Linked DNA regions of Drosophila melanogaster: regions 1 and 3 are each linked to region 2. The links are chromatin contacts, called in public Hi-C maps. All regions are on one chromosome and are shown on one strand. The core of a region is the stretch at or near the end of the contact, and the rest is flanking DNA. Distances in the headings are between cores, read along the strand shown. Region 1 holds the start of B52 (B52,). Region 2 holds the start of Nsf2 (N-ethylmaleimide-sensitive factor 2). Region 3 holds the start of flfl (falafel).

Region 1 (3,500 bases), core at 370-2,869, 180 kb before region 2:
TTTAAATAATTTCTAAAAACAAAAAAAAAACCCATTGATTCGAAAATAAGTTGTAATATTAAATTAAATTAATTGATTTCTTTGGACAAACTTTGCGAAAAATGTATAAATTTATATAATAAAAAAAAAAATCATACTGTATCTAAATGAATAAATGTATAAAAAATATTTAAATGTATAATAAGTTGCTGTAAATTTAATAAAAAAATAAGTTGCTGTCAATAAGTCAATAAGTTTATGTCAATAAAACGATAAAAGTGCAAAATCATCCTTGATCAACAAGGATTTGCCATTGTTTATAATAGTAATTTACCTGGCGAGAAAAAGCCGCTCGCCATATTTTTTTTTTTTTTTTTTAGTATTTGCACCGCCATGACAGCCCGTATATGTGTATGTATGTATGAATTTTCGTTTTCTTTTTTATCAAACAGCCGGCAACTTTTTTATCGGAAATTGCTTATATTTCTCGCCAAAAGAGGTCGATAAACTTTTAGCTGGCTAAATTCGCACAGGGATCGATGGCCCCCATAATTCGGTAAAAAAGCGGCGTGAATGTATATTATACACGAATATTGTCGGCGTCGACATTTTGCACTTTCACGCGCGATGAACGATTTACAAACAGCAATTGGTCATTCTGCAACTCACCTCTTCACCATCGTCGTAGTTTCCGTTGGAATCGTTTTGTTCCGCCATTCTCTCCTTGGTTGTTCAAGAAGATGGAAAGTTTAAACACCGAACGCAGGAAATATTTTTTTTGTTTTTGTTCTTTTTTGACGGCAGACTGGCAATAAATGAAATGTACAGCACGCACAATGAGAATGGAGTGAGCAGTATGACCAGGTGTCGAGAACGGGGTAAAGTCGGAAAATCGGACGCCACGTGGAATCGGAACGATTGTTTCGGTGCGTTAGGGGTGTTCCTCGACAATTAAGCTGATGCCACACTTGATTTTATATATCTTCATATAAATTTGTATTCGTCTAGTAAGGGCTTAAAAATATTAGACAAGTTTATTGTATATATTTCTGAACAAACGGATTTGAATGTATTATCTTTATAAATGGATTATGATAATTACTACCACGATAACCCAAGAAACATTTAATATGTTTAACTTTTTAGCTAAATATGTATTATTATTAATACCGCTTACATAACTCTTTCTGCGAGCATTCGCTTTAGCTGGGGCGATGGAAGGCTTCACTTTAAGAGATAACTTGTAAATTATTTTGTATTGAATTGTATATTTGTAAGTAGCCAGCTAAGGGTCAATCAATATTACAATTACGGGATCTATGAGGCATTTGGGAATAAAAAAAGACATCGTGCGAAATAAATTAATAAATCCAGAAACATTTTATGTATATCATCAAATCAGAAACGTTAAAAAATGCTAATGAGTGCTTGCTAGCAGATATCAAAATAAAAAGGTTGTTAACAGTATATTCAAATGCTACTACTAAGTATATTTAATGTTTATTCTTTTCATAGCGGAACACGAACAGCAACTGGAATACCCTTAACGCAGCGAAACGCATTGCCCGCCCAAAATATCGATAGGCGAAAAAGTATCGTTCCATTCCGCCTTTGGAATGACTGTCAAACATCGCTTTCGTCTGTCACTTTCACTTCCGTTTGTGTCGAGTCGCTTGCGTTTTTTCGTGTGGGAAAGCCTGAAAAAGAGAGAGTACGGCAGCGACTTAATTGTAAATTTGCCACAAATATCCTTCACTGAACGGTACGTGCTAGTGAGTACGCTTAAGTGAAGAACAGCGCGTATTTCGCGTTGTTAAATTAACTCGTTTTTGCAGCGGTTCTGTACACCCGGTACATTGCGAGCGTGTGTGTGTGTATGTGGTGGCCGCCATCTTGGCGAAACATACACGGCGCGTACATATGTGCGTTTTTTTTTTCTTCCATTCCTAAAGGACAGTCGAGCAAAATAGAAGCTGCAAACTGCAACGGTTCCCTTGCTGATATATATATATATACTTCACTATTTTATAGCACCTGCTCCAGATACGTAAGGAACCGTTATCATGGTGGGATCTCGAGTGTATGTGGGCGGTCTGCCCTACGGAGTGCGCGAGCGCGATTTGGAGCGCTTTTTCAAAGGCTACGGCCGCACACGCGACATCCTCATCAAAAATGGCTACGGCTTTGTGGTGAGTACAAAATATCATATTTAACTGGAATATGTAAAAAAAAAAAATCGGTTAAATTTGATTTGAAGACATTTCTGCATTTCTCTGTTTGTCTATAGGTTTCCTAACATTTCAAGCCGACCCTTGAATACTTTTTTTTTCTTTTTGAACCTATATTTGTTCCATCATTTGTCTGTCAAATACAGTGACGCTTAAAAACTGTTCTTAAATTCACCCAGCGTATTTCCATAAGAGTATGCACAGGCAGGGTAGCTTCAATACTAATTCCATAATCAATACTAATCACTAATTGAATTTTCAGGAATTCGAAGACTATCGTGATGCCGACGATGCCGTCTATGAACTGAATGGCAAAGAGCTGCTTGGCGAACGGTGAGTTGTTAGATATAAGCCAAAGTACGAAATGACTCACGATTGTATGTTCTATATTTTTGCAGTGTGGTTGTTGAACCCGCCAGGGGTACCGCTCGTGGCAGCAACCGCGACCGCTACGACGATCGATATGGTGGTCGGCGGGGGGGCGGGGGCGGTCGTTACAACGAAAAGTAAGTAGTACTGCCAGCGGACCTTAAAACCGGACCAAAGTAGCGACGATATCGTCCTCCAACTTTGTTTGCGTTGAAGTTTGCCCTAGAATTAGCACTGCCAATTTGTTTCGTTTGATATCTCCATCCACACAGATGCAACCAGCTTAGATCGTGCAAAATCTATATACCTATAATATTAGCTACTTGCGATATATATAAAAAACATCAGTTTATTATATATTGACTTCTATAGTTTTATACACTTTTGGTAGTGCAATCGTATAAGCTGATTTCTTCTGCGTGGAAGGGAACCAAAAGACACTGACTTGCTGTTAATATTATCATTTCCAAGACGCTCCGTTTTCCTATGCATACTATTGTTGCTTTTATTTGCACGTTCCACCCATCCGCATAGTATGTAAAATGTTTGATTTGTTGCGCATAACCCAAATGTAAATATGCATATGCTGGAATATATTCACCATTACCGTTAATTTTTGTGATGGAGCATCAGGAGCAGCAGCGCAGTGTCAATACTAATTAGCGAATCCATTCAATTATTCACCAGAAACAAAAATTCCAGATCATCCTCTCGTTATGGCCCACCGTTGCGCACTGAGTACCGACTGATTGTGGAGAATTTGTCTAGCCGCGTTAGCTGGCAGGTAAGTGAGCATGGATCGATGTATCGCGCCTTGGGCGTGGTATATACTGTAGCTTAGATTCGAGGAGTGTAGTACTAGAATTAAAACGGCTAACCGACTGAAATGGATCACTATTACAAACACCCATTAATCAACTTACC
Region 2 (3,146 bases), core at 638-3,137:
TTGATTGACGACCGTGTCGTGGACACCACTATTACCGGCCACGGATCCGCGAGCCTTGCAAATGGCGTCGATCTCGTCGAAGATGATGATGTGCAGTCCACTGTTCGGTCCCAAGCGCTTTTCCTCCTCCTCGGCCTCGGCAAACAGTCGCCGGATATTGGCTTCTGATTCACCCACGTACTTGTCCAGGATCTGCGGTCCATTCACGATCTTGGGTTCGCGGGCATTCAGCATGGTACCTATTTGCCGGGCCATCAGGGTTTTTCCCGTGCCTGGTGGTCCGTACAACAGAATACCCTTAACGTGCTTGATGCCCAGTTGTTCGACAAGTTCCGGCGGAAAAACACGAGAGGCGAAGGCGCGTCGGAAAATCGCATTGAACTCTTTGTCTAGGCCACCAATGCCCATCTTGCCAAAGTCCCAGTCCGGATTTATGATGGACTGCCGCACGATCTTACCCTTGGAGCGACCCTGCAGATTTAGCACAGAGTTTTCGGCCTTCTCGAACTGCACCACCGTGTTACCGAGGATGCGGCCGAATCGTACGTTCCGAGTCTTCGGTAGGGAATCGCCCACTGTTCGGGGATCCACTGCCTCCAGCGTTTTTACAGCGAGGCCCAGGAATTTCTTGTCTTTGAACTGAAAGGCGGTAAACATCCTTATTAGCAAACGAACGATATATGTACATTAAGGAGCATGTTAGAAGAATTACTATGTTAAGATAGTTGCATTTCCTATGAGGGCAGCCTAACACACTATTTTTAGTTCATAAAAAAGGGGGACATTGTATGCTGAATTATTAAAAAAGATTTGGCAGAGAGCCAAAAAGATGATCTAAGGGAGAGTTACGTGTCTTTGGGTTTCTAATTGTTGGAGGTAAGCTACCTTGTTAATATTTGCATTAGGTCACCGTCTAAATGTGGAATATGAGATTCAGCATCTCATGACAATCAAGACACGTCAGTAAATATAAAATAACGAATATCGAATAACACAAATAACGAATATTCTCACTACCGCTATGCTATGAACGTATAAATCTTTTTGTAAAGTTATACAAAACCAAAATTATTATAAGTGCACACAATAAATGGTGAAATAATGAATAGGTGCGTCCGAGATAAACCGAGAACCCTCATTGAATTGGGTAGTATTTTAACTGGCTCTGGCATATATCACTAATCCTCTCCAGATTACTACCTTAGTTTCAGTCCTTTGCTATCTATTTTTCTATACTGCATACATTTATGGGGGAGCCACATCCACACCATTACCTGAAAGACGAGCGTTTGGCCGACGGTCAGCGGCATTCCGGCGAACTGCATGAGGAACTCCTTGGCCATCTCGTCGGAGTCGTAGGGCTCCTGCGTGGTGGTCTTCTTCTGCAGGAAGTCCGTCTCGAAGGAGACCAGTGTGATGATATCGGCGCTGGCATCGAATCGGTACGGCCGCACGTCTATTTCCTGGTTGATGGAGAGCGTGGCCCACTTGCGCTGGACCAGCGAGAATCCGACGTGGCCGAGCGGCAGCTCCGGCCCGCTGATCTTCTCCAGCGCGAAGATGTAGTGCAGCCCCGGGCCCGGCGAGATGTCCACATATCTGCAGGGTATCAAGCGGTGCGTCATTAGCATAAGCGAAAGTTTCCATAGGCTCGTACGCCCACGTAGGAAGTGGAAAAACAACAAAAACCAACACTCACTTGACCTCCTCCGTGAAATCGGACACATTCACAATCGCCTTGTTCGTCAGGGACAGCTCATCCGTTGGGCATTTGATCGCTCTCATCCGGTGGGCTTTTTCAATTGACATTTTCGTAGCAATTTTATAATATAATCCCGAAATTGTCTCAAACAGCTGATAGCCCGTTGAGGGAGTGCAACCCTGTTCGGCATTGCGTGTGTGTATGCACTGTGATTGCGAGCAAAAGATGCCTGCTACGGCACCTGCAGTGCAAATTTGAATTCATTGGCGCGCATTTGCATTTTCTAATAATACATATATCCCCCGCATTCAAGACTTCTTCGCTGTTGCTAAGCAGCTCTGCAGCACCAGGATTGGTGAAGAAAACAATCCAAAAAATGTGTTGTATCAAAAGCCAAATCCTCTAAGTAAATAACGATAAAATGGGTGGCATTTGCAATTCAAATATCTTTATTTTTACTTATATATATATAATATGGTAATAAAACTTGTTATGCCAATCACCAAAGACACTAGAACAATATAATATATATATATAATATATAATATATATTATATATATAATTATGTATATATATATATATTGGACAACGACATCAAGCCCGCCTTTGGAGCAGCCCAGGAGATGTTGGGCCCACCGGTCACCGAACTCCTGGAGGACGGAATGCTCTCCGTACAGCAGGCGAAGGCCACTGAGAGGTCTGGCCTGGTGTATATATAATATATATATAATATAATAATCTAGTATCTTTGCAATCACATTATCGGGCTGTTCATTTTAGTCTTAAGAACATTGCAATGCAATGGAAGCAAGTTCATCCAAAAAATAATGCAATATTATTTTTTTAGATGGTTTTTTTATGCTTACGTGGTTCTTTTAAATATAAAGCATTACTGAATTATTTGGAATCACTTGGAATTATTTTCCTGGAATTGTAGATACAATATTGCATTTCCTAACCTAACGTCTTAAATGTATTGAGGTACAAGTGGACTAGAATGGTTCCCTACCCATCCCATTGCTTCGCCCAATTTCTTCAGCAATTTGGCAGCTCGACGGTCGGGATTTAGGGAATTCACCCACGCAATCAAGTCAAGCAACCGTTTGATGCCAATGGAGACGTTGCGGCCATCCATGGCGATCTCGATTTGGCGTAGCTCCTCGGGCTCGAATCGTTTTGAAGCTTCCACTATGACCATAAGTTCTTTAGGCGTGGAAACATTTGGCACATTGTGAACTGAAGTGAAAACGGATAGCAAGCCCAGTTCCTCCAGGACATCGAGACGATTGCTTGTGCAAATGATGATGAGCTCGTGGCTGTTGGGCGGTTGTTTCTTCAGAAGAACCGTCAGCTTCTGCAGGAACTCCTTGGAGTACCGCTTACCCAGGGCGCCGTAACCAATGACACGCTCAAAGTCGTCAATGATGACGCAGCTGCGCCTGG
Region 3 (3,329 bases), core at 542-3,041, 150 kb before region 2:
ATCTACATGACATTGTGTTAGAGAAATAATATATCTCTTTATTCAACCAGTACTTACAGATTTCGACTAGCACATTGACCAAGCTCTGCAGGATCGTGTCCGAGTAGTTGGTGGTGATCAGCAGGAAAGGAACAACGGCCACGTCCAGCGGCTTCTTCGGTGCGAATCCCTCCCTAAGCATCTCACGAAAGGCTGCCCTAAGGTGCTGTTCGTGGCACGAGGTCATATAATCGAGGATGCCCGCCTCCGAATCCAGGTGGCAGCGGTAGTCATCGACGAATCGCTTGATGCCGCACTGTAGAATCTGCATGATGATCTTGTAAGGGAAACAGCCGCCCAATCTCGCCACAATCCAGTCGAAGGTCATGGGAAACCGGTGAAAGGCATTGAGCATGATCTCCACGCAGGCCTCCTCCTCCGGTTGGGTTAACTTTCGGAAACAACTATTTATAAGGGTCATCAGCCCGTGCATGGCGCTGCACTCCAGCCAATAGTTGCAGCTGGCCGTGATGGTCATCCGCCGCTGGGTGTACTTATCGGACAGCTTGGCCACTAGTTCCAGACTCCAGTTGGCGATGAGCGGCGACCAGGCGGGCGGTCCCTTCCACACCAGACTCTGCAGCGCGGTCTTTACCAGATTGAAAGCCTCGTATTCCGGAGCACGTTGCTGCTGCTGGCGATTCCCGGCCAGCTTCACCTGGGATACCGGCATACCGGTCTTTGGGTCGGCCATCTCCGGCGACACATACAGCTGCACACTGATTTCGGCCAGCAGGGCGAAGTATTCGAACACAATGTCTCGCGTGGCGGGCAGCTCCTCCAGGAATCCCAGTCTGCAAATATCCATGGAATTATTTACTACGGGCATCATTATTAACCACCGCGGTTGCTACTCACGCGAGCTTGATGAGATTGGGGCTGGTCAGCAGCTGCGGACAACTGTGCCCATTGCTCACCGTCTCTATGAAGTGCTTAAGCTGATCCAACAGGTTCTGGCGCAGCATTTTGTCGTCCTAGGCATCGGGAACGCAGCACCGAAGTTGGCCAAGTGAGCAAATGCATCGCAGCAGCGGGTCGCTGCGTCTTTCACTCGGAATACCAAAACGACGGGGCACAACTGCAGGCATTTGGAATCCGCCGCCACCTGGCCACACTAAGGCGGCAGAAAATTCGAAATTCTTTAATATCTGAAAATCATAAAATTAACAGAATAATAAATATCTTAGCACTCTAACGTGTCATTACATTCATTATAAACTAGCACCTGAGATTAGTTTAAGATGACACTTTACATTCAAGTTAAATTAAGCTGGAAAAGATTTCTAATCGGAATTATGTGTTTACTACAATGCTAACTTTCGAATCGAGGATGTAATTACTGAGTAATCAAACTGTTTGCTCTTTTTAATACTAAGTAAACGTACTTATAGCTCTATTTTCTAATTTTATAATATTTAACGTGTTTTTGTTTTAAAATATTATCGTAACAGTAGGGAGTGCGAAAAACGGTAACACCAAAACCCAGTTCGTGCATTATTGCACACTCTTTTGGGGCGAATCAAGAGCGAAAGACAACATGGCGTCGAAGCGGCGAATCTGTCTCGCAGTTTGTCGTGCTGTTTGCTTTTTTCTGCTCTGATTTGTACAAATATTCATTCAAGGTGCTCCAGTTTTGCCAAGTATATGTTAATAGAGTACCATAACAATGGTGGCGTCACAGGGGTGCTAGAGTTCGATATCGATAACAGCTCACATTCTCGTCATATGCAACTATCGCTGTACTCTCTGGCCGAGTATCGATACGCAGATATTATCGTCGTGGTCAGACCAACGCTCTAGCGTCGGTCCGCGGAAAATAGCGAAAATTACAATTATCCGGGAAGATATATTGGTCGAAAACTAACTCGTGATCCCCCAATAAATATGCGCAAGAGAAAATTGTATATAAACTGATCGAATGCAGCCAGCGTGCTAAGCACTAAAAGCGAAAAACGCCAGAAACAGAAACAAGGAATTGCAGCGTGAGTGTATAACTTTTTGGTTTTTGCCCCCGCGCTCTTTCTCTCTCTTTGCTGCTCTCTCTCTCCCGCTCTCTTTTGCCCTCTTGCGGCTTCTGTGTTGTCTGCGTGCTAGTGTGTGTGTGTTTGAATTTTACTGTGAATGTGACCGACGGTGTGTTCTCACGTACTCCGTGGATGATTTGCGGCCTTGCCAGGGAATCGGACTATATATCCCGGCAATAGCCCATATTGGATCCCGATTTTGAATACAACTCGGCTGATTTGCTTCTTTCAGTGTCTCCCCTTTTATCGCACTTTATGCAACAACGCATACCGTCGTGTTGAATTTCCTCGCTCTCCGCTGTGTGTGGTTTGTAGGTGTGCGTGTGTTCGAGGTGAGTTAGCCGTCGTCTGTTTTTCTTTTCCCTGCGTTTTGTGTGCGTTTCAATGAAATGCAAAATCGCCAGCGAATATCGCGGAAATGCGCTGCTCCTAAATATTATGTATACATAAATAAAGTATCGAATCAAAACAAAATCGGCTTGCAACAACAACAAAAACATTGCAGAGTGTGGGTGGCGCGTGTAGCGATCAAAATTGCGTGCATGTGTAATGTGTGTGGTGGAGAGACGGCATTTTTCTTTACCACACGCCTCTTCTTCTTTCCCACAATACACTGCAATTTTTGCGATTCTGTTTTGCGCCTGCCATTCGCAATAATTTTATTGAATGAACCGCAAAAGAGACGGCCCAAAAAGCGATGTACTTGCCAGACGTTGTGTCTGTGTGCGTCCAAGTGTCTGTAGCGCGTTGTGTGTGTATCGCGTATGAAAATACATCAACTGTTGGGCATCAACAAAAAAACGGAATCAAAAATTTATAATAAAAAATGAAAGGAAATTAGCTGACTTTGTAATCGCAATCGGAGAGTGTTTACTTGCTAAATTTTCGAGTTCTCCGCCCGTCTCTTTCCCTTCATCCCTCCTGCCTTCACCGCCAATACCACCCCAAAAAATTGCATACATGCACACACGCCTTCGGTTGTGCGAGTGGTTTAGTGTGTGAGCGCGCGCGTATTCTGCACACATTGTCATGCATGCAAAAAACAAGATACGACGCGTTCGCAATCGTTAGATTCCGTCTCCCCCAATTCATGGCGTTTCATTGCTGGGGGCGAAAGTAAGAAGATAACGAAAGGGATATGCGAACCACTTCCTAATGAAGTCCTGCATCCTTAGCTTTTGGATTCCCACCTCTTCGCCTTCTCCTTCTTCACACGGACACTTGCAGCGTTCGCGCCCATGCGTGTGTATGTGTGCGAAGAACAGG

Evidence for each region. A called contact is a pair of places that touch in the nucleus more often than the background predicts.
Region 1: a contact with region 2 is called in a Hi-C map of the Kc167 cell line, with 4 times the contacts expected there. A contact is called at or near these places in 5 of 107 Hi-C or Micro-C datasets (the D17-c3 cell line, the Kc167 cell line, the ML-DmBG3-c2 cell line and 2 more).
Region 3: a contact with region 2 is called in a Hi-C map of the S2 cell line, with 4 times the contacts expected there. A contact is called at or near these places in 8 of 107 Hi-C or Micro-C datasets (the D17-c3 cell line, the Kc167 cell line, the ML-DmBG3-c2 cell line and 2 more) and 1 of 7 datasets of targeted methods (the Kc167 cell line).

What each region holds. Positions count from the first base shown.
Region 1 is chr3R:13,659,692-13,663,191 of dm6, forward strand. It overlaps B52 (B52,), which reads left to right and starts at 1,620. Exons shown (of 9, transcript NM_176494.4): 1 at 1,620-1,751; 2 at 2,011-2,168; 3 at 2,470-2,540; 4 at 2,606-2,713; 5 at 3,264-3,360. The coding sequence starts at 2,043. It overlaps Hrb87F (Heterogeneous nuclear ribonucleoprotein at 87F), which reads right to left and starts at 840. Exons shown (of 4, transcript NM_057458.5): 1 at 649-840. The coding sequence starts at 696.
Region 2 is chr3R:13,836,104-13,839,249 of dm6, forward strand. It overlaps Nsf2 (N-ethylmaleimide-sensitive factor 2), which reads right to left and starts at 1,888. Exons shown (of 4, transcript NM_001300390.1): 1 at 1,700-1,888; 2 at 1,275-1,599; 3 at 1-639. The coding sequence starts at 1,809. CG31495 reads right to left here. Exons shown (of 1, transcript NM_169559.2): 1 at 2,137-3,146. The coding sequence ends at 2,671. It also overlaps the pseudogene CR46415.
Region 3 is chr3R:13,682,130-13,685,458 of dm6, forward strand. flfl (falafel) reads left to right here and starts at 1,792. Exons shown (of 10, transcript NM_142047.4): 1 at 1,792-2,021. omd (oocyte maintenance defects) reads right to left here. Exons shown (of 9, transcript NM_142046.2): 2 at 898-1,187; 3 at 58-833; 4 at 1-2. The coding sequence starts at 1,004.